Regions from separate parts of the Sus scrofa genome. Here region 1 is linked to region 2. Evidence: chromatin contacts called from public HiChIP or PLAC-seq data. All regions are on one chromosome and are shown on one strand. The core of a region is the stretch at or near the end of the contact, and the rest is flanking DNA. Distances in the headings are between cores, read along the strand shown. Region 1 overlaps GTPBP8 (GTP-binding protein 8). Region 2 has its middle 40 kb from the start of BOC.

Region 1 (6,056 bases), core at 1,344-3,843, 150 kb before region 2:
TTATAATTATCTAGAGATACATGAAATGATGAAGAAAAGAGCTGAGAAGACAGTAACAAATGAGTTCCCAGCAAACAGAAATAAAAGAGGTATAGAGGGTTCCCTTTTCTCCACACCCTCTCCAGAATTTGTTATTTGTTGACTTGTTAATGATGGCCATTCTGTGTGAGGTAGCACCTCATTCTTGTTCTCTAATAACTAGTGATGTTGAGCATTTTTTCATGTGCCTCTTGGCTAACCATATGCCTTCATTGAAGAAATGTCTATTTGAGTCTTCTGCCCATTTTTCGATTAGGTTGTTTGTTTTTTTGTTGTTATTGTTGTTGAGTTGTGTGAGTTGTTTGTATATTTTGGAGATTAAGTTTTTGTCTGTTCCATTGTTTGCAAAGATTTTCTCTCATTGTGTGGGTTGTCTTTTTGTTGTTGTTGTTGTTTTAATGGTTTCCTTTGCTTTACAAAAACTTTTGAGTTTAATTAGGTCTCATTGGTTTATTTTTGTTTTTATCGACCTTATTCTAAGAGGTGGATCAAACAGATGTTTCTGTGATTTATGTCAAAGAGTGTTCTGCCTATGTTTTCCTCTAGGAGTTTCATAGTATCTGGCCCTATGTTTAGGTCTTTAATCCATTTTTGAGTTTATTTTTGTGTATGGTGTTCAGTGTTGATGGGAATGTAAATTGGTACAACCACTATGGCAAACAGTATGGGGGGGTACCTCAGAAAACTAAATATAGAACTACCGTATTATTCAGCAATCCCACTCCTGGGCATTGATCCAGACAAAACATTCATTCAAAAAGGTACACATATCCCTATGTTCATCGCAGCGCTATTCATGATAGCCAAGACATGGCAACAACCTAAATGTCCCTCAAGAGATGAATGGATTAAAATGTGGTACATATATGCAATAGAATATTATTCAGCCATAAAAAGGACAAAATAATTTGCAGCAATATGGATGCAACTAGAGATTCTCATACTAGATGAGGTAAGTCAGAAAGAGAAAGACAAATCATATGATAGCACTTAATATATGGAATCTAAAATATAGCACAAAATGATCCTATCTACTAAACAGAAACAGATTGCAGACATGTAAAGCAGACTTGCGGTTGCTGGGTTGTGGGGCGAGAGTGGGATGAATGGGGAGTTTAGGTTAGTAGTGCACACTGTTGCATTTGGAATGGGTAAGCAATGGGGTCCTACTGTACAGCACAGGCAACTTATGTCCAATCTCTTGGCTTAGAACATGATGGAAGATAGTATTAAAAAATGTACATGTATGCATGCTCGTGATACTTGTTATACAATAGAAACATTGATGAAACATTGAAAGAACATTGTAAATCAAATACAATTTAAAAAATAAAATTTAATAAAAAACAAAAAAAATTAAAAAGGGATAGAATAAAAGCCCCCATTACTGGGAAATCAGACTCCTATAGAGCAACCTTTCAAACTCTATTCAATACATATTTTTATTATAACATTTAGCTTTACAGTAGCATATAACTTAATAGCTTTAAGTGGAATTACTCCCCATGGACCTTTGTATGGACACCTGAAACAGCTCAGAAAATCAGTCCTCAGTTATGGCTTGTGCAATACCCACGTCTCCACCAGAGGGCAGCAAGAGGCTGTACCCAGATTACTCTTTGCTGGCTTCTAGCTTCAGTTAGAAGCCAAGCAGAACAACCTAATCTACATACCAACTCGCCAGTGGAATCTCAGCTTCACAACCTCAGACAGAATGGAGACAAATGGACTTATTCCTGGCAGAGGAGATTTAAAATATCAAAGAAACGTCTTATAGGCAAAGTAGATGCGCATGATTTCAAGGCTTTGCCCCTGACTTGGAAGCAAGTCATGTGATCTGAAGACCTCCTTTGGCCAGAAGTGGCATAACTTAGTTTATTGTCAAGGAACAGAGTCACCTGACCCTAGCATTGTCAAGACTTAGAGAAAAAGTTGATAATCAGATAATTGGATGTGGGTTTTTTTGTTTTTTGTTTTTTGTTTTTTGGTTTTTTTTTCTGCATTAAAGGCTCAATGCCCAAGAACTGGCCTTGGAGAAAATGAAATCATTATTCCTATTCTTTGACAGCCTTGAGGCAGAATTTCCAAGGCAAATTTATAAGGTGTATAAGGATTTAGTTTCTTGTTTTGCTTTCTTCTCTCTTGCCAGTTACCTCCTGAGAGCTGGGCATGGATCAGTAAAATCCCTCTGCTGTGGCTGCCAGCAAGTCTGTGCCTGATTTGGTGCATTTCTGAAAAGGTACCAGGGCCTCTAGTGGAATATAACACCCTAATACTAGGCCAAGGGTTGGATCCAAGCCACATTTCAATGTCTGCTGCTGAACCAAGCTCTAAGCAGGGACCATCTTTTCTGCCCAAGAAGTTGTTACTGGAATCTTTCAAGTGTTTGCTTTTGCAACTAAACTGGTCAAGAAAATGTTTTTAAAAATTAGGAGTCACTCAGAAAGGAGATAGCCTCTTTTCACCCAACATTTCCAAGAGACACATCATCTGTGTACCCAGATACCCTCAGAAAAATACACATGTGTACATGCACACTTGCCAAGACACAGAAAGTTCTCAGGAGACTCATGTTCCTAAAAGCTTTCTGTCTTTTACACCAGTGTTTATTGCTGTCTAGTCTCATACGACCTACTATGGGAGATACTGGCATAGCAAGAATTTTGCATCAGGAATATATAAGAAAACATGATCAAGGCAGAAAGCAGGTGTATTCAAATAGTGTCAAGGTATTCAAGTGTGATAGAGCCAGTAGGTAGAGTAACATCTAACTCAGGTCGATTCCAGGATAAAAAGATATTAAAATTCGCATTGAAAATCTCCCTCCAGGAGCATATAGGCATCATGAGAACAGGGATGTTTAGTTCCTTGTTCTAACAAGAAGCTATTTCATCCCTCATTCTGTCCTAAGTGCCTAGAACAGTTCAAATACTCAATTTTTGTCAAATGAAGAAAATACTTAAGAAAGTTACCACATCAGAGACCGATATCTCTCAGTGAGTCTGTTTCAGACAATCCTTTCCCCCTCCAACATTAAGGCAGATCATGATTTATTCACTTGAACACTAGCTGATGTAGTTGGCCTGGCTCAAGGGGCTGTGTTGTATGCATCTTTAATAATAGCCGCATCCAGAGAGGCAAGTTGCTCACCTCAGAGAAGCCCATGGGCACAGATGCTGGCTGAATAAAGGAAGATTCCCTTCTCCTACTCTCTTGTGGCCAGATTTAGCAAATAAAAATAGAGCGTGCTCTGTTAAATTTGAATTTCAGATAAATGAATTTAGCATAGTACAAACTTGTACTAAAAAAAAATTCATTATCTAAAATTCAAAAGTAAATGTGTCCTGTATTTTTGGCAGCCCTAATCTACAGCATATACTTGCTGAGCAGAAGGAGGGAAGAATTGTCTGACATTTAAATTTTGACCTTCCTAGGGTCACACAGGTTGTATTTTTTAACTTCAGTGTATGAATGCCACTGTAGTGTGACCATGACAGTAGACCCCATTTAATTCCTTTAGGTGTGCCATTGAAAATTCTAATATTTGGAAACGTTCCGTGAACTCAAAGTTTTGAAAACCTAGTATAGGGTCTTTGGTAATCGGTCTCCTTTGATCTGAATGAAGGGTCTTCCCTGTAACCTTCTCCATCCCCTAGACTTTAATTCTAGGCAGATTTTAATTGTAAACAGACTTTGATTTCTGGGCAGATAGCTTTGTTCAGAAGGTTGAAACTAGGCATAGGAGGTCTTGTGTTTCCTAAGTGATTTCCAGCCTATTATCAACCTCCTGATCATGAAGCGGCTATCACAGCCAATTTTGGGAGTGGGGCAGGAATTCATACTGCAAGAGTCGGGGAAAGTACTGAATTAAGTAATGATAACATGAACTCACTTTTTCCAACATGAATATGGTTTAGAAAAAGTGATCCCCAGACTTCTGTTCACAAACATCATTTATTAGTCCTGGGCCAGAGCCAGTCTTTCCTGAGAACCCATACCTGGCTGTAAGCTAAACAAGTGTTCCGTTCCTGGCTGTGGTCTCAGAGGGACCACCTTTACCCAGAGCTTAGCCCTCATACATGATGGCTTAGCTCAGCCAAAAGGCTCTGTGGATAACCCTGGGCACCTTGGGTGGGGGTGGGGGTGGAGGAGTGGCAGGGGGCAGAGGAATTTAGGTGGTAATCAGAAAAGGAGAACTCTTTTCATTGAAAATCTTTGTTCAGATAACCTCAAAGTTTATTGACAGAATTTTGTAAAGAAAATGTTCTTTTGTCACTTGTAAGCATTATTGCTTTTTATTGAACTATACTATACATAAATAGGAGACCAAATAAATGAATAAAAATAAAACTCTTACCTTCCTAGAAACCTCCATTATATTACATGGCATTTAAGATCTTTCACAAATTAACACCAGTCTATCTTTCCAACCCCATTTCCTGCCACTTCTTTCTAGGACTGTCATACTCTACCCTGGGGTTTCTGAACCTCAGCACTATTGGCATTTTGAATAGATAATTCTTTGTCATAAGGGACTGTCCTGTGCATTGTAGGATATTTAGCAATATCTCTGGCTTCTACCCACTAGATGCCAGGAGCCTTCCCCAACTCCCACCTTGCTATCACCCTCATGATAGCCAAAAACTATCTGGAGACATTGTCAAATGTCCCCTAGGGAACAAAATCACCCCATTAAGAACCACCAGGGGATAACTCCTCCAACCCCCACTGAAACCACATTTCTGTGAACACATTTTTACACCCCCCCTAAAAAAAAACCTCTCTTCCTGTTCCATTTACCTACTTCCCCCTTTCCATTGACTAACTACTTACTCTTGGAAGCCTAAATCAAATGCTACATATCTGTATAGTTTCCCTTATAATCCATGCCCACTGAATTTCCTTTCCCTCTTCTTTTTTTTTTTTTTTTTGTCTTTTTGCTATTTCTTCAGCCGCTCCCGCGGCATATGGAGGTTCCCAGGCTAGGGGTCTAATTGGAGCTGTAGCTACTGGCCTACGCCAGAGCCACAGCAACGTGGGATCCAAGCCGCGTCTGCAACCTACACCACAGCTCACGGCAACGCCGGATCATTAACCCACTGAGCAAGGGCAGGGACCGAACCCGCAACCTCATGGTTCCTAGTCGGATTCGTCAACCACTGCGCCACGACGGGAACTCCTCCTTTCCCTCTTCTGGCTGCCAAAGGCACCACACACATCTTTACTGCTGCTGCTAATGGTGTTTACCACACAAAGGTGCAATTATCCCTTCCTCTCAGGAGATTGAGTTTCTCAAGAGCAAAATTCTCATATCCACACTACCGTGTGGGGGGGGGGGGCAACAAATATATATAGCACTCAGGTAGATGTTTTTGTTGAAACATAAGCCAAAGTCCTCAGTTATACTGTTTTTTTCTGTATTTCCTAAAATAAATGAATTTTCATACTTATCAAGTTTATCTACTAGACTGCGCTTCAGCAAATCTGGATTACTCAACATTTCTCAAACACGCATGGTAATTTCCTATCTTTAGACCATGGATGAAATTGTTTTCTTCACCTGGAAGGTTCTATTCTCATTTCTCCCTATTAAAATTCTCCACAAACACCATCTCTACTTCTCACAACTGTAGACATGCACACACACTATGATTTCTTCCTTCTGAAGCCATCATTGCTTTTTTTCTCTTCCTTTCTAGCTCTTCTCATTCTCTTATTCTCAGTGGTTTTCTCTTAAAGTTGGAGTCTACACTTTGAAGGCAAAATCTCTATCTTCCCCTTTTTGCAGCTCCTCCCCAACGGATTTGTATACATGAGGCACTGATCAAACATTTGTTGAATTGAATAGAAAAATCAGAGGTTGTTTAAAAAACACTATGCAGAGATAAATATAAGTATATACAGAAAGCAAGGGGACTGTGACCCATCAGAGGGAGGCTTTAGAAAGATCAGTTCACCTAGGTCAGGAGAGAATGGAGGTGCGTTATCAGACAACCGCAGTGTTCCAAGGGTAAGGT
Region 2 (6,572 bases), core at 1,263-3,762:
CCAAGAGCAATAGTTTGTATCCGTTATCATAGAATTTTTGAACATTTTCTCTCCCTCTCTCTCATACACACACACACACACACACACACGTCATTTTGTTGTTGAAGACTGTTTAATGATCTAGAAAGATCTTCACATGAAACAGTATGTTCAGTATAATCCTGTGTCTAAGTATAGGTAATTATGCATAGCTGTAGCCACCACAAGTGGTGTCATCATGGGTGATTTTTACTTTCATCTTTTTTGTGTGTATTTTCAATTTTAAAATATATTTTAAAAATTCCTTACATCCCATCTACCTGGATATAATGTGTCAGAAATTTAGTGTCTCAACCTCAGCACTTCCATTTAACAGCTGTCTATGTGGCAGGGCCTTGTAAGTCCTTCCAGCAAATCCTCTTTTAAATAGAGCAGTTGTGGGTGGTAAACATTCACAGGCTGATCCCCTGACCCACTAACCAAGCTCTTTTTGTTAGGGGCCTGCACGCAGGTTAGAACCATCCACACGAAAGATCACAGAATTGGGAGAGATTTTGGAAACCTTCTTGCCTGACGGTCTGCTCCGTGCACAGCTCTCCCTTCTGCGTGCCTGACTGGGGCTGGTCCAGTTTTTGCTCAGTCATGTCCCAGGATGGGGACCACAGGGAAGGGAGACGGCCATTGTTGGATAATGACCTGCATTAAGAAGGCCCATCTTGGAGTTTGAGTCGTGGCACAGTGGTTAACGAATCCGACTAGGAACCATGAGGTTTCGGGTTCGATCCCTGGCCTTGTTCAGTGGGTTAAGGATCTGGCATTGCTGTGAGCTGTGGTGTAGGTCACAGATGCAGCTCGGATCCTGTGTTGCTGTGGCTCTGGTGTAGGCTGGCGTCTACAGCTCTAATTAGACCCCTAGCCTGGTAACCTCCATATGCCTCGGAAAGCGGCCCTAGAAAAGGCAAAAAGACCAAAAAAAAAAAAAAAAAAAAAAAAAAAAGAAGGTCCATCTTATAGAGGGAAGAGATCTGTCCCCACTTCACTCACACCCACAGGTCCCAGCCCCGACGTCTGTGGCACTGCATAGCTCTAAGAGCTCACCCCATGGGACATGGGCGTGAGGTGAAGAATTGATGTTTTCTGTTGTTTTGGTTTGGTTTTGACTTAAGAATCTGTTTTATTTCATCTGAAATTCTTTTCCGTGCTGTCTGGCATCACTCACAAGATTTGCCTTATTCTCCATTTCTCTTTTTTATGTATGACTTTTCTTTCTCTCCCATGTGAAACACCATAAAGTTATTTCTTCCCACTTCATCCTGGCCACCTTTCTTTGGGCTACTCTTTTATTTCCTACCTTATAGATAATTGACTTTCTTTGATTTCCCCCCCCCCCATTTCCCATCACTCTTTCCCTTTCTTCATCAGAACTTCTTATTCTCTCTGCCTTTCAGGGTCAAGTTACAACAGACAGAGACATTATAATACCACCCCTCCAAACATGAATCAAAATAAAAGCAGCACCTAACTATAAAACAAGTTTATGGAAGAACAAATTGATTTTTTTTTGTCATATTTTCACAGCGATGATCATTTCGTTGCCTTTTTTTTTACATTTTTTAATTGCACAATGCAAACAACACAAAATTTGCCATTTTAAAGTGTGCAGTTTGGTGTTACAAGTACATTCATGATGTTGTACAACCATCACTATTGTCTAGTTCCAGAACTTTTGCATCACTGCAAATGGAAATTCTGTGCCTATTGAGCAGTCATTCCCCATCCTCCCCTCCCCCTAGCCTTTAGCAGCCACTCAGCTGTGTTCTGTCACCATGGATTTGCCATTTCTAGATATTTCCTGTGAATGAAATCATACAATCTGTTGTCTTTTGTGTTTGGCTTCTTTAACTTTGAATAATGTTTTCAAAGTTCATCACTGTTGCAGCATGCATCCATACTTCATTTCTTTTTATGGCTGGATAATATTCAACTTATGAATATACCACATTTTTATTTATCCATTTATCCATCAGTTGATGCATATATAGGTGATTCTCTCTTTCAGAGATAATGAATTATGCTGCTATGAACCTTTTCGTACTACAGTTTTTTGTTTGAACACAAATGCTCTTTTTGAAGTATTATCTTTTTTTTCTCCAAAACAGGCTTGTTTATTTGTTTCTTGCTGGGGGCAGGGGTGGGTTTGGCAGTGCTTTGCTGCAGCCCTAAGCAAGGTTCAGCTTGTCTACTGTTGATCTCCATCTGGTCCCTGTTCTTGTGCCTCTTGATGATCTATTTCCCTTACTTTCTCTTCCCTGCACAAATTTGCATGTATATGTGGATTCTCCCCAACTCAAGCAATTTGGAATTCATATTGGCAAGTGGATTTCCTCCTCTTACCCAGGTGGCTTTTTTTTTTTTTTTTTTTTAATAAGTACAATGAATGTGTACAATTCAGAAAGGCCTTAGGCCTCAGTTCTTAGCTTCCCCTAACAAGGCCCCTTTCCAACTCGATTCCAGGAAATCAGGCTCCAGGAGCTCAAGCCAGGAGAGGCCCTTCTTTGGGCCTCAGCTCATAAAGCCAAGGTGTGTCTGGGCCCCTGACTCTGTCAGGCTTGGAACTTGAGCCCTTACTGGCTGCTGTCAGAGTTCAGTGCTCCCTGCCAAGCCCTTGGAAAGCTGGGGGTCGGAGAGAACAGAGAGGCGTCAGATTACTGCCTGCAAAAAGGAGGGGGGGCCACCCTATCTGACACTCCCCATATACTGTGTCCCCGGTACATGTCCAGCGGGGTGGCTGAGCAACCCCAGGCACTGTCAGCGTTCAGGATCACATCACAAAGTACATTCGATTATCTTACCTCCTCTCAGAAATACACACACCTTGCTCCTTTCCCCTTTGCCTCCTCCCCAACCTTTTGCCTGGGTTCGCTGCCTTCCCCCTCCTCCATAGTCCCTGCTTTCCCAGTCATTTCTCTGCTGATTTTCCCCCCAAAAGTTCTCTAGTTCTCTCCTGGCCCTCTGATTCCTTCCCCCTGCTTTCATCCTCCAAACCTCTTCTATCCACTCCCTGTCTCCTTGCCTTTCTCGGTGTGCCTTTTGGATCTGTTTCCTTTGACACTGGTCCCAGGCCTGCTGCCAAGTTTCAGACCCATTAGTGAGGTGCCTTGCTGACTGAAACACAAATCAAGACTGATCCGGGTACAATTAGCAGCTGCTCGCACCTCATCTGGAAAGCATTAGCCAGCACTGAGGGTGGAGGGAGGGAAACAGGAGAGAAATATTGATGCCAAACAGAACAGATCTCCTCTTTTGGAATATGAAAGAATCCTGACCCAATAGACATATAACCAAAAATAAGAAACGTGTAGACAGAGAGCCCCCCATGAGATGTAAAAATGAATGGCCTGTTAACTGCCCTCAGGTATTCCTTCAACATCTCTGCAAGATCTGTAGACACCTCCTCACTTGATTCAGGTGTATAACTATCATCCAGGAAAGGGGGGTGTCTGTTCCATTTAATCCAGATATTTGAACACTCGTGTGATCCAGGAGTCCTCTGCTCTCTTGCTGCATATTGTCATCTTAGTACTGCTTCTAGAAATCTAATGCACATTATGAATCACCTGGCATTGAGTTAAAAATGCAGATGCTGATTCACTGGGACTGGGGAGGGGCCTGAGATGCTGCATTTATAAAAGGCTGGTGGTTAGAGCACTCTTCAAAGGTCAGGGACAATTCAGCTTGTGTAAGGTTGGTCAAATCCCCCTGCTAGAGTCTTTGCCCAGTACTCTGTCCTTTTTAGCACTCACAGTCACAATTAGGGATAAGTGATGTAATTAGCAGTTTGATGCCTATCTTCCCAACATCAGTGCACGCCACCCAAGGGCAAGGACTAGGCCTGTCTTGTTCACGTCTGTATCCCCACTACTAACCCAGTGTGTTGCATATGGTAGGTGGTAGGCATTTCACAAGTGATTTCTCACAAGTGAATGAGCCAGGGCCCAATCCTCAAGGCCCATCACAAGGCTTTCCTCTTACAGAGAGCCTTCCTAGGCCACCATTCCTTATCTCTACCTGCCTGGTGACTTTGCAAGATTGCTTATGTGTTTTAGCCCCTTAGGTCGTTAACTACTTGAAACTGGGACTTTGGCTTCTGAGTTTCTGAAATTTTTTTCTGCCATTCTTCCTCCACCCCCCCACCGCCTTCATCTTAGTGCTGGGTACTGCCTTGCTCTAGTAGGCACTTAATGTTAGTCAATTGATTGAGAGACCCCAAGATGATGCCAAGTTCTATTTAGACCTCAGTTATTATAATGCCCAGGGGATGGCTGAATTTGCACTTGGACCAAAACCAGGATTTCACATGCCCCGGTGGAAAAAAATCTTTAATACTGCCTAACACATTTGTGGGTGGGAAGGCTGAGACATTATTATGTATACACAATCAAGAGATGTAATATTGTGAGGCTCCCCAAGCAGTTATAAATCAGGCCACTCTGGAGGGTTAAACTTGGACGGCTGTGGCCATTACCTCACTCCGGTTTCTCCGCGGAAAACGATGGCTCACATTTGTAGGGCATACTTAACAGGGGTGAGGGCTGCTGTTCTTTTTCGGGATCAGGCAAACCATTTATCTTGGAAATACAGAAAACTGGCCAATTGTGTTCTCCCATAGATAGGAGAACCTGGTTTTGTTTGGCATTCATCAAATGTCCTATTTTTCAAACATTCAGGGCTTCGTGAAACCCAGTGTGCCTTTTGTCAAGCACTTTCCCCCCATAATCTTAAAACACGTGTGTATTTTAAGGGACATTTTGTGCATATGCTTTCGATTTAGTTACTCTTAAATCATCAAAATATTTTTATGCAAGGTCTGTTTGATGTCTGAGAAACTTTATAAGCATTATTTGGAAGTTTAAAAACCTTGCTTTCAGGATAAAAAGCAGGAAGTTGTGTTTTTCTAAAAACGCATTGCCTTTAACACAAAAAGATTTGAGGGCCTTTCCAGAATCCTAATTTCACAGGGCTCAAGGGTTTCAGAACCAAGCACAGTTCAGGCCCACGTCCCTGTCTCTTCAGTGAATCAGGGCGTAGCCGAAAGTCCCAGGCTGCCACACTTGATTGGAATCTGTGACCCTTCAGTACCGAACAGGGACAAAGCTTAATCTGTCTGGAGACTCCCAAGCTTGTTTTACAACCAGTACCCCAGATGCATGTTCAATGTGTAATCCTGCAAGATGCCTGGCTGTGGCCTGATTATCTTCTTAAGCAGATAAGACATAAATCCTAAGGGGTTAGAGACAACTTTTGAAGTTTGAAAGTACCTGGCAAAGAAAATCCACCAGAATGCAGCTCAAAGGTAATGTAGTATAGGATGGATTTTCAATGATCTGATTGATCTCAGGGCACCTGTTTCACAGGTGAAACAGTGAACTGATTGGGGTGGCTGAGTTTCAAAGCAATGCTGATACACACACACACACACACACACACACAATGTTTACATGTAAATCTCCCACATAAACCCTATGAGTGAGCAATAGAGAATGTAAGAGATTCTAGTGGAAGAAAAGTTGCCGTGTACCTACTATAAAGAAGAAACCCAATGAATAATTGTTAAGGAGTGACTGCACATTGCTGAGGTAATAGGAAATCTGGATCCACAGCCATCCACTCTCAGATAATAGCCTCACCTATTTCAATGCAGGGACATGGAACTTTGGGATAACAGGAAAATGGAAGATGGCCATTGGACAGGTAGCAGTGGTGAGAAGCAGAGGCATAGGGAGGCCCATGCTCCCCAGGCCCCCTGGCCTTGCCTCCCATCTCTCTTCTGTGACTTTGGAGCCCAGCCTTAAATGAGCAGAGCTGTGCCTGGGGAATGAGTCCTCCAGAAATGACGTTCAGCTTCTGAGTTAACCACTCGGCCCATAGCACTCAGGGCCTGCCATCTGTCAAGCATGGCACAGATGTCTCAGAGTCACAATGGCAGCTAAGATGCAGTCCCCACCCTCAGCGTTCAGTCTGGCAAAGGCGAGCAGCCAGCTTCCTTCCTGCCCACCCAAGATTCAAGGGAGTGTGAATGGAAATGACAGGACAGAAGGAGAGATGAGCCAGAAATGGAATCAACAGTGCCAGCCCTGAGCAGATGTGAGGGGCAAAGGACAAGGTGGCATTAAAGACACTATTGAGGTTTCTGGTCTCAGCATCTCAGAAGATAGTGATGATATTAGCAAAAACAGAGATTACACTGGAGAAAAGCAGTTGAGCAGGAAGATCCCAGGGTCAGTTTGGAACCTACCTGCTAAAATCTGGAGGGAGGTCTCCATAAAATGGCACTGAGGGAGGCCTTTCTTCATTTGGGGAGGAAGAAATGGCTGTCTAGAAAGTTCATACACACAGCAAAAAGGAGAGAAGAATGAGGCAAGAGAGCATGAAAGCCCTTGTTGAAGGGGCTCCATTCCTTCCTCTCTTGATATGGGATCAGCAGAAACAGTGGGCTGTCTTGGCCTGAGCATGCCTAGATCAGAACTAGCACACCACTCTGTCTCACTTTTGATCACTCTAGGTGTTCTTAAAGTGAAAGGGTAATCTCATGC

Evidence for each region. HiChIP or PLAC-seq counts read pairs in DNA pulled down with a chosen protein or histone mark.
Region 1: a contact with region 2 is called in an H3K27ac HiChIP or PLAC-seq map of skeletal muscle, with 2.7 times the contacts expected there. The contact joins two enhancer-like sites. A contact is called at or near these places in 1 of 5 promoter capture datasets (fetal skeletal muscle) and 1 of 2 datasets of contacts at active chromatin or transcription factors (skeletal muscle).

What each region holds. Positions count from the first base shown.
Region 1 is chr13:146,886,123-146,892,178 of Sscrofa11.1, reverse strand. All of the region lies in intron 5 of GTPBP8 (GTP-binding protein 8), which reads left to right. Among named protein-coding and RNA genes, the nearest start is that of NEPRO, 13 kb to the left of the region's middle. Within about 2 kb of position 2,593, at least 15 of the 83 cell types and tissues checked have an H3K27ac peak or open chromatin away from gene starts, as enhancers often do. A contact at or near this core is called in fetal skeletal muscle and skeletal muscle, where this site is marked.
Region 2 is chr13:146,739,626-146,746,197 of Sscrofa11.1, reverse strand. No RefSeq gene overlaps it. Among named protein-coding and RNA genes, the nearest start is that of BOC, 40 kb to the right of the region's middle. Within about 2 kb of position 2,512, at least 28 of the 83 cell types and tissues checked have an H3K27ac peak or open chromatin away from gene starts, as enhancers often do. A contact at or near this core is called in fetal skeletal muscle and skeletal muscle, where this site is marked.